Regions from separate parts of the Mus musculus genome. Here region 1 is linked to region 2. The links are chromatin contacts, called in public Micro-C maps. All regions are on one chromosome and are shown on one strand. The core of a region is the stretch at or near the end of the contact, and the rest is flanking DNA. Distances in the headings are between cores, read along the strand shown.

Region 1 (4,766 bases), core at 1,080-3,579, 250 kb before region 2:
AAATCACAGACCCAGGCCTAAACCAGAGGAATTAAACTAGACACCCATGTGTAGTAGAAAATAAAGCCAGCATTTGAAGTCTCTAGTGAAAAGGTCAGCTTCTTTTAAAATAATATCCCTTTGTACTTTGACAATTTTGTATATGTAAACAATGTATCTTGGTAGTATCCATCCCTCACCTTCCTGTCTCCACTCCATCTGACACTCCCAAATACCAAATACGTAAGATCAACTTTTAAAAAAATATACGCTTATGAGGTTCTCCTGTATGCATGCATTCTTAGTTCCTACAGAACCCAAAAGACAAAGTAGGATCCCAGGAATAAGTTGTTACTGCTGGTTGTAAATGGCCATGTGGATGCTGGGAATTGAAGCCAGGACCTTTACAAGAACAGCAAGTGCTCTTAACCACGGAGCCACCTCTCCAGTCCCAAGAACAGCTTTTTAAAAAGTGAAATGATTATATATGCATAAACATTAGACTAATACAAGACTGGGTTCACTTCTCCAAAATATATATACACACAAAAGTCTTCATAGAACAAAACATAGGTAAAGTCCAAACCTGGAAGCTTTCTTAGCAATGCCTCAGCCTTGTGAGGTGCGCACACCCATAATCCCCACAGTTGAGAGGCTGAGGCAGTGTAGTAGAGTCAAGAGTAGCCTGGGCTATATAGTGCGAGCTTGTCAGGAAGAAAATCACAAAATGCCAACTGTGTGAGGTGGCAGCAAACAGTGGGCGTGGCACAAGGAAGTGGAAGCTCAGAGAACTTGTCTTGAACTACAAACACAAACCAGAGAAAAAGAATAGGACGTGCCCTGAGATTTAAACTCCCAAAGCCCGTCCCTGGTGACGCACTTCCTTCAGTAACGCTGCACCGCCGAAAACTCCCCAAAGAGGATAACCAAGTGTTCAAATATCTGAGCCTGTGGGCAACATTTCTCACTCAAACGGTCGCACAAACAACAGAAAAGCAGTAGCTCAAAATCCAGAAAAAAAAAATGAATGAAAGATTAACTCAAGTACATTTACATTTACACATGAAAAAGTAGAAAAGTCAGGTAGGTGGGGTGTCTCAGAACCGCAGAGGTGGAGGTAGAAGAAACTGGAGTTCAAAGTTTGACTCACCTATGTAGAAAGTTCAAAGCCAGCCTGGGTTTCTTGAGATCCTGTCTAAAGTAATTAAACAAACACGTACATAAACAAACAAAATTTGTAAATAAATCTGAGGGATAGGTTTTCCCTCAAAGGCAAGACAAACTCCCAATGTCACCATCACAGCCCTGTCATAGTGGAAGAGACTCAAACACTGATCTAATAAAATGGGTGGCAGTTTCAGAAAGAGCACAAACTGATGCTGAGCTGTGACATGCCTTAGTATGGGCTCTGTACCCCACATGTGGGCATTTATTGTTAATAAGCAAGGAGACAGTTGATCTAAGAAAGGAAAGCGGGTGCTCATTCATTAATTCATTCATTTAATGATGTGTGTGTACACGTGTCTGTGAATCTGTGGGTATGGACGCACATTGTGTGTGCGGATGCCTGAGTCTCTGTGGAGCAGGGTTACAGGTGTTTGTGAACCACGTGATGTGAGTGCTCATATCCAAGGCGTACAATTTAGCAGCAAGCATTCATGACCGCAGCCATTTCTCCAGCACCCTGTACTTACAATTTTTTTTTCAAATTAAAGGAAAGTAATAAAATATTAACTATTGTTACTTACAGGAGAGCTGAGGGGAAGTGAAAACAAAGTTAGAAGTCCTTGAAGGTGGCTGTTTTATAGCTTTGATAGCAATATTTTACATCTTTTAAAGTAGCACTAAGCTTCAAAGAGCATTCCTTTCACATCAACAGGAGAATGGAACCTACAAACTTCACTGTTCCTGGGGTGTGGCCTCTCCTTGGGCCAGGCAGTAACCCATCCGGTTTTAAAAAGCAGTCTTAGCCACCCACCTAGTGGGGTAGAACCTCTGAACAAAGGAGCTAGCTGCCCTCTTTGAAAGGAAAAAAATAAGTGCAAACCTTTTGCTTTTCATTGTTGGCAGTAAGTACGGTTCTCGAACTATTATGGAACCTATGTGGGGTTTTGCAGAATAAAGGATGGGGTATGGTTAAGAGGCAGTCAGTAGATCTTGCGTTCTTTGGAATAGAATGAGGAGGGGCAGATGTAAGATCCACGAGTTTAACAAAAACTGTGCGGGTCTGTAATTTGCTAGCTCTTCCCACTGAAAACAATGACTAATCCCAGAGTAATAAGCACCCAGCACAAGATTGTGGTCCTAAGTACTAATTCCTATCTTCGTGAGTCAGGAATCCTTAGAGAGTGGTTTCCAGGCAGGATGGAGCGTCTTGCCATTCCAGAGGCCCGGAAGTTATCAGGGAAAACTGGGGCCAGGCAGTACCGCAGCGTGAGCCTGAAAAGTCACCTATTGGCCAGTGATGAGTTTGAACATCAATGTGACTCCTAATTTCAAAGGCTTAATGTGCATCAGATAGGTTTGAGTCAGAAGATTATAATGGTGGTAAAAAAAAAAACAAAACAAAAGAACAACAACAACAACAAAAAAAACCCAAACAACTGAAAGGCTGGCTGTGTGGGAGACATTGGAATATGTCCCCCACCTACACAGTGATTGCTCCTGCAGAGTCTGTCCCATAAAGCTGAGCTTTCAGGGGATGGCTTGGAAGGTAAGCATGGTTCATAATCAAGTTCAGCTCTTAGTTCAAAACAACCACCATATACCATGTAGGCAAGGGAGGACCTGCCCCCAGAGTGCTCTGGACAGCACCCACAGGAGCCAGGGTAGACAGAGGCACCCTGTCCTTTGCAGGGAAAGAGCCGATCCTTAGCACAGAGACAGAAAAGTAAAATTATGTCTGTGGAGCTGCAGAGGTGGCTCAGCAGTTAAGAACAGTTGCTTTTCTTTTCTAAGGACCCAAGTTCAGTTCCCAGAATCCACATGGTGGGTCACAGCCACCTATGACTCCCGGCTCCAGGGATTTGTTATCTCTGGCCTCTGAAGGCACCAGCATTCACATGTACATGCCCACATATATGTACACACACATACACATACTTTGGGATTTATTTTCTTTCTTTCTTTCTTTCTTTTTGTTTGTTTGTTTGTTTGTTTATTCTTCAAGACAGGTTTCTCTGTGTGTAGCCCTGGCTATCCTGGAACTCTCTTTGTAGACCAGGCTGGCCTCAAACTCAAGAGAGTCACTGCCTCTGCCTCCCGAGTGTGGGATTAAAGGCACGTGTCACCACCACCGGGCTTGATTTTTAATTTTTAATTTCCCAGGAAGAAATAACTCTGATGTTCCTAAGTGTCACCCACTATAAGACTCAAGCCAAAACCATCACAAGCCATACACAGCAAAAGAGTATGATATATTCAGAGGACACAGGTAACTAGAAGATGGTCTCCTGACACTCAGGGAGCATCGTGGACCACAGGATGGGAAGAGGGCCAGGGAAAGCGGTCTCCAGGATGTGTCATGGCGGCCACACTCACCATCACACAGCAGCTCTGGCTACCTGCCCAAGACCTACACAAGTCCAAGCCAGTCAAAACTCCAGCAAAGACAGGGGAGTGGCTCACCAGGCTCCACCTCCCGTGAGGAGTTATAGGTGGGTGACTGCTGCTGGAGTCACTTTTCTCCAGCTGGTAAGTTACCCAAACTCTAGCATCTAGCTCCAAATCCTTACATGGGCAAGCAGCCATTAAACTCAGAGGGTCATTAAAAGGGGGGTGTGCTGAGAAGAAGGGGGAATTAGAGAGGTGAATATGATAGAAGTACTTGTGTGTGTGTGTGTGTGTGTGTGTGTGTGTATAAAATACAGAATTAATATTTTAAGTTATGATTTGGCAGAGGAAAAAGTAAGTTAAAAAATATTTCCAGAACTAGAAAAGTGGCTCAGAGGGTAAAGATGACTACTGCCAAGCTTCAAGACTGGAGGTGGGGACTCAGTAACACTTAGCATCAAGTGGGATGCTAAGAATCTTCTCCTGGATACCTTATCTAAGAGCACTTATACAAAGTGATTGTTGGATTTTGTAGATTCTTCTTCCTCATCTTTAGAGATCAACCTATAGCTTTGTCTCCTTTAGTTCGTTAGTACAGTGACTTACTCTCGTTTCTTTTAACTGTTCAGTCAGTTTCCCATTCCTGGGAGAAGCCTCCTAGAGCCATGCTGTATTATCCTATTAACGTATCACTGAATTTGGTTTGCTCATGTCTTGCTGATAGCTCTGTATGTTGGTAATGATGCTCATCTGCAGGGTTGTTTTCACTGAATGGCTTTGTCTGGTTTCAATATCACGGTAAAGCTGGCCTCATAAAACAAATGGAGGATGTTCCTCCCTGTCACATGTCTGTGAGAGATAAAATAGAATTGACTTTTTTGTTATGTCTAATGTTTGCTAGAATTTGTCAATAAAACCACCTGATCCTTTAACTCTAACTATAAAATCCATTTCTTTAATAAATGTAGGTACTCAGAGTATATGCAAGGAGCTTATTTCTTCTTGAATAGTTTTTTTTTAAAGAGTTATCTATTTTTCATGCGTGGTTATGTCTGTGTACCACATATGTGCAGTGCCCATGGAAGCCAGAAGAGGGCGCTAGATCCCTGGAGCTGATGTTCCAGATGTTAAAGCGTGGGTTCTGGAAATCAACCCAGATTCTCTGGAAGAACAGCCAGTGGTCTTAACCCCTGAGCCATCTCTCTGGTCCTTGTAAATAACTTTTGATGGGTTTT
Region 2 (4,362 bases), core at 559-3,058:
GTGTCTGTGAATCTGGCTTTGGATATCAGAGTTTGAAATCTGCAGCTCAGCAGTTATAAACGCTCGCTGTTCTTCCAGAGGGCTCAGTTCATCCATGTGCCAATTCATAACCACTTATTATGAGCTCCAGGTGATCTAACACTGGTTTCGGGCCTCCGTGGGCACCAGTACACACGTGGCATCCACGAAGACATTTTCTTTTTTAAGAAGGGACATCTAACAAACAGTTGGAGAGCTCCAGGAAAGATGTACAGGTTTGGGAGTTACCTCGAGGCAACTAAAAATACCAGACTGGATAAGAAATCTAAGACTTTAGAAGACGTTATCTTCTGATAACCAAAAGTTAAGCGGTTTTCATTTAGAGCGTCTATCAAATCCTTAAAAAAAAAAAAAAACCTACCATGATCACAGGCCACAAGTTAGCAGTAGTGAGCGGTCACCTACATGAACAAACTGTAGAGAATCCTGGATGACACCCACGTGTCTGAAAAGGAAGGCGAAGGGGACAAGGGGACCCACCATGGCTGTCAAAAACACAACAAAGAGTTCTCAGCCAAAAGTGAGTGGTTAGTTATGACACAAGATAGGGTGTGAAACGAATACTGTAATTGACAAAACCATCAGTGACCTACGGATCTTATTTACAACAATCTTACCAAGTGCTTAGGACTAGAGTCCCCAGCACAGTGCTGGGTGGTAATGCAAGATCAGGTGGAAACTGAGCAGAAATTACTTAAAGAGAGAGAGAGAGAGAGAGAGAGAGGGAGAGAGAGAGAGAAGTTTGGGAAAGGCTGTCACTTGCAGTCATTCTGAGGGTCTTCCCAGTTTCCTCATTACCTAGCCCCAAGGCCAGACATCTCTGTACACACATCTCTGGGTCAGTTCTGACAAACTCTAAAAATAACTATCTCAAGGTTGCTCCAAGGAGTCAGACAAGACAATGCTCATGGCACAGGACCCGCCAGAATGGCTTGGATACAGCTTGCCTTGCTGAGAAAACAGCGATCAGGAGAAACGGACAAAGGAAGAATCCAGCAGGGACCCTGAGAAAGGTGGGAAGCACGGAACGGAGGGAACTTTCTCACTCTTTCATTTCCCCTGTCAGACAGCAAAGATGGACAGGCAAGATCGCCCAGTTGGTTAAGGCACTTGCCACCGAGCTTTACAAACTCTACCAGAGTTCCATCCCGCGAACCACAAGGCTGGAAGCATGGAACAGACTGCCCCAAGTTGCCTTCTAAACTCTACACGTGCCCCGTGGAATCCACGCGCTCGCGGCCCCCACCCCAACACAAAGTAAGAAAAATCCAATAGAAACATTTAAAAAGCAAAGGGCGGTTCAAGAATTGGGAGTTGCAGGGAGAGCCCCGGGGCAGCAAGCGACACTGTGCAGAGGGCCCGATGCAAGGAGCGCGTCCCACAGCACTTGACCTCCCGTGGCCCGGGTCCCCGCTCACCAGTAGGTTTTCCACGTTGATGGGGTCTCGGCAACGCCGGCGCACCGTTTCCTGCGCCGGGTCCACCAGCAGGCTGGGCTGTCTCCGCGCCGTCCGCTGCTGACTCATGCTGTCCCGCGCCCCTCGCGCCCCACGCGCCCTCCCGCCTTCCCCGGAGGCTCGGCGCGCGCGTTCCCGGCCCCTTCAGCGCCGCCCGCTCCACCCACGGAGCACTGCGGCTCCACCCACGAAGCGCCGCGGTCCCACTCGCGCAGCGATGAGCCCAGGCGCAGAGGGGGTCAGGGTAGGCTCGGAGGGGACCAGGGTGACCGCGGAGGCGCTCAGGTTCCCTGGCCGGCCATCTTTCCGCATGCGCAGTGCACCCGCGTTTGCACATGCGCAGCGCCGTCCGTTAGATCTCCCGCGCACACCGGTCCTCGCCCGCTGCCGACGCCCGGGTGTTCCGGAGGATGGATCCTTGGAGAGGATGGCGGCGGCGGGGGGTGGGGGTGTGTGTGGTGGGATGGGTTGGGGGAAGAAAAGAGGTGGAGCAGGGATTCCGGGGGATCGGAGCAGGCGCTCTCTAGTCCCAACCAGCGGACTGCAGGTTCTGAGTGCCCCGGGGCGATGATGGTGGGGCTCCCATCAGTCATCTAAAGGTGCTTAGCACATGCTCATGAAACAAGCCATCTTGGAGGGACCAGAAGGTGCAAGCTTCAAAGCCAAGCTCCACAGAGGCCCAGGCAGGGAGATCACGTGTTTGAATTCGAAGTCAGCTAAAGTTCGTAGTGAGAGTAGAATTTGTCCCAAAACCACAAACTTTACCCTCTATATCAGTTTTATTTTATTTTATTTTTGGTTTGGTTTTCCGAGACAGGGTTTCTCTGTGTAGCCGAACTCAGAAATCCGCCTGCCTCTGCCTCCCAAGTGGGATTAAAGGCGTGTACCACCACTGCCCGGCTCTGTATCAGTTTTTGATTACTTATTATTATATCAGGTATTGGGCTGGCTCAAGAAGATACTGTTTTGAATATAATAGACTGGATATCAGAATCCAATGGAGGAGAAAGATAAAACAGTTTAACGGGCTGGGAGAGGAGCACTGGCTAAGTTTAGGAGAACTTCCAGAGGACCTGAGTTCAATTCCCATCACCCACAGGGTGGCTCACAACCATATGTTACCTCCAGGCCCAGGGGGATTTAATGCTCTTTTTCTGGTCTCCACAGGCACCAGGCACGGACATGTTAACATGTTAGACAGTCATACATGTAGGCAAAACTTCTATGCACAGAAACTAAATTAGAAAGAGAAAAGAAAAGAGAAGTAAGTGACCTGGAGCCATAGGTATCTTTTCAAATTGTAAGGTCTTAAGCCAGTTTCTAAAAGTCGTTCTGTGCCTTAGTTTCTAAATTTGTAATGTGGAGAGTTCTTACTGATCGAAGTTACTAGCTTGTTCTCTCAAAAACCTGTCTCTGTAAAATTGCCCCAGTAAACTGCCACCTCCCTTTCTTAAGTAGCTTCTTTCCTGCCCTGTTCTCTTGTGAGTTGGGCATATCCTCTGACTCATTCTGTCAAATCTTTCTCTGATTCCTCACTTTGTCTGCCCTTAGTTAGATGCTACTTTTAAACATGTCTGCTTTCTTCTAAAAACCAACCTTACCTTCATTGCTAGGGATTAAAGGGTGTATGAAGGTGTCTGTATTCCAGCCAGAATGTACTATAATCCAGAGAGTGTCTGCATTTGGCCAGATCATGTAGACTTAGAGAGTCTTGGATGTGATCCCTTGTCAGAGTAGCCATGATGCTGGATTAAAATTCCTTTGCAGTGTGGTTTGATGTTTCGCCTGCCTGCATGTCTGTGTGTGGACACCATGTTCTCTGACACTAGAATTACAGACAGTTGTAAGCCACCAGGTGGTTGCTGGGTATTAAACCTGGGTTCTCTGGAAGAACAGTCAGTGCTCTTAACCACTGAGCCATCTCTTTGGCCCCTTTCACTTATTTTTAAATTATGTGTGTGTATGGGTTTGTGCACATGAACTGCAATGCTTTCAGAGGCTTGAGGCTTCTGGCTCCCCAGGAGCTGAAGTTGCAAATGGCTAGAGATGGATGCTTTGGCCCTCTTGGAAAGGCAGAAGTGCTCTTAACTCCAGAGCCACAGCTCTAGCCGCTATGTGTTTGAATGAAAGGGTAACACAATGCGCAACTTCCAGGCTGGAAGGAAGCTGCGGGAGTGAGACCTGGGACTTAGTGAGGGCGGAAGAGGCTTTTGGAAGAAGTTGGCTCCCACTAGATTTTACATTTCTAGGGGTCCGATACCATCTTAAGGGGGGGGGGTGTGTCAGAGGTCTTTGATCCTCTTGGGATCTCCAGTGTTAAGCTTGGAGCATGGCAGGTAGCAAGCGCTCAGTAAATGTTTGCCGAAGATTGGTAGAAGTAGAATACAACTGTGGAGAGGTCATCTCTAGAAGAGAAAGAGCACATTTTATGCACGAGTGGAGAGTTTCTCAGAGCAACTAGGAAAGACTCTACCACAAGGAGTTCGGAGAGATCCAATGCTGGAAAACAGGCATGGCTAATTTTAAGACCCCTTTCTCCATCCTCTGTTGAATGCCAAACCCTCTCTATACCTTTGTTCATGTGACTCTCATTTCAGATCTGAAGGTATGACCAAGCATGGTAGTGTATGCTCAGAATAACAACACTCTGGACACTGAAGTAGGACCACCAGATGCTAGAGATCAGCCAGGGTTACATAGCGAGAGACCATGTCTTAAACAACCAAAGCAACAACAAAATACAAGTTTCTGCTGCCAGCAAGTCCTGAAGAATAGTTTTCTTCCCAGTTTACAGATCAGAAAATCGAAGATCAGTAAGATTACAAAATTTACCCCAAGGAGCTAGCTAGTGAGTGCTAGAGACATG

The links. A called contact is a pair of places that touch in the nucleus more often than the background predicts.
Region 1: a Micro-C map of the HL-1 cell line shows a contact between it and region 2, with 2.8 times the contacts expected there. The contact joins the enhancer-like site here to the promoter of E2f6 in region 2. A contact is called at or near these places in 11 of 39 promoter capture datasets (the 3T3-L1 cell line, 3T3-L1-derived adipocytes, the C10 cell line and 6 more), 5 of 484 Hi-C or Micro-C datasets (the 3T3-L1 cell line, B cells, the HL-1 cell line and 2 more), 1 of 115 datasets of contacts at active chromatin or transcription factors (bone marrow-derived macrophages) and 2 of 9 other capture datasets (adipose tissue and liver).

The regions. Positions count from the first base shown.
Region 1 is chr12:17,054,749-17,059,514 of GRCm38.p6, reverse strand. No RefSeq gene overlaps it. Among named protein-coding and RNA genes, the nearest start is that of 2410004P03Rik, 45 kb to the right of the region's middle. Within about 2 kb of position 2,329, at least 14 of the 459 cell types and tissues checked have an H3K27ac peak or open chromatin away from gene starts, as enhancers often do. A contact at or near this core is called in the HL-1 cell line, where this site is marked.
Region 2 is chr12:16,808,411-16,812,772 of GRCm38.p6, reverse strand. It overlaps E2f6 (E2F transcription factor 6), which reads right to left and starts at 1,808. Exons shown (of 7, transcript NM_033270.2): 1 at 1,458-1,808. The coding sequence starts at 1,565.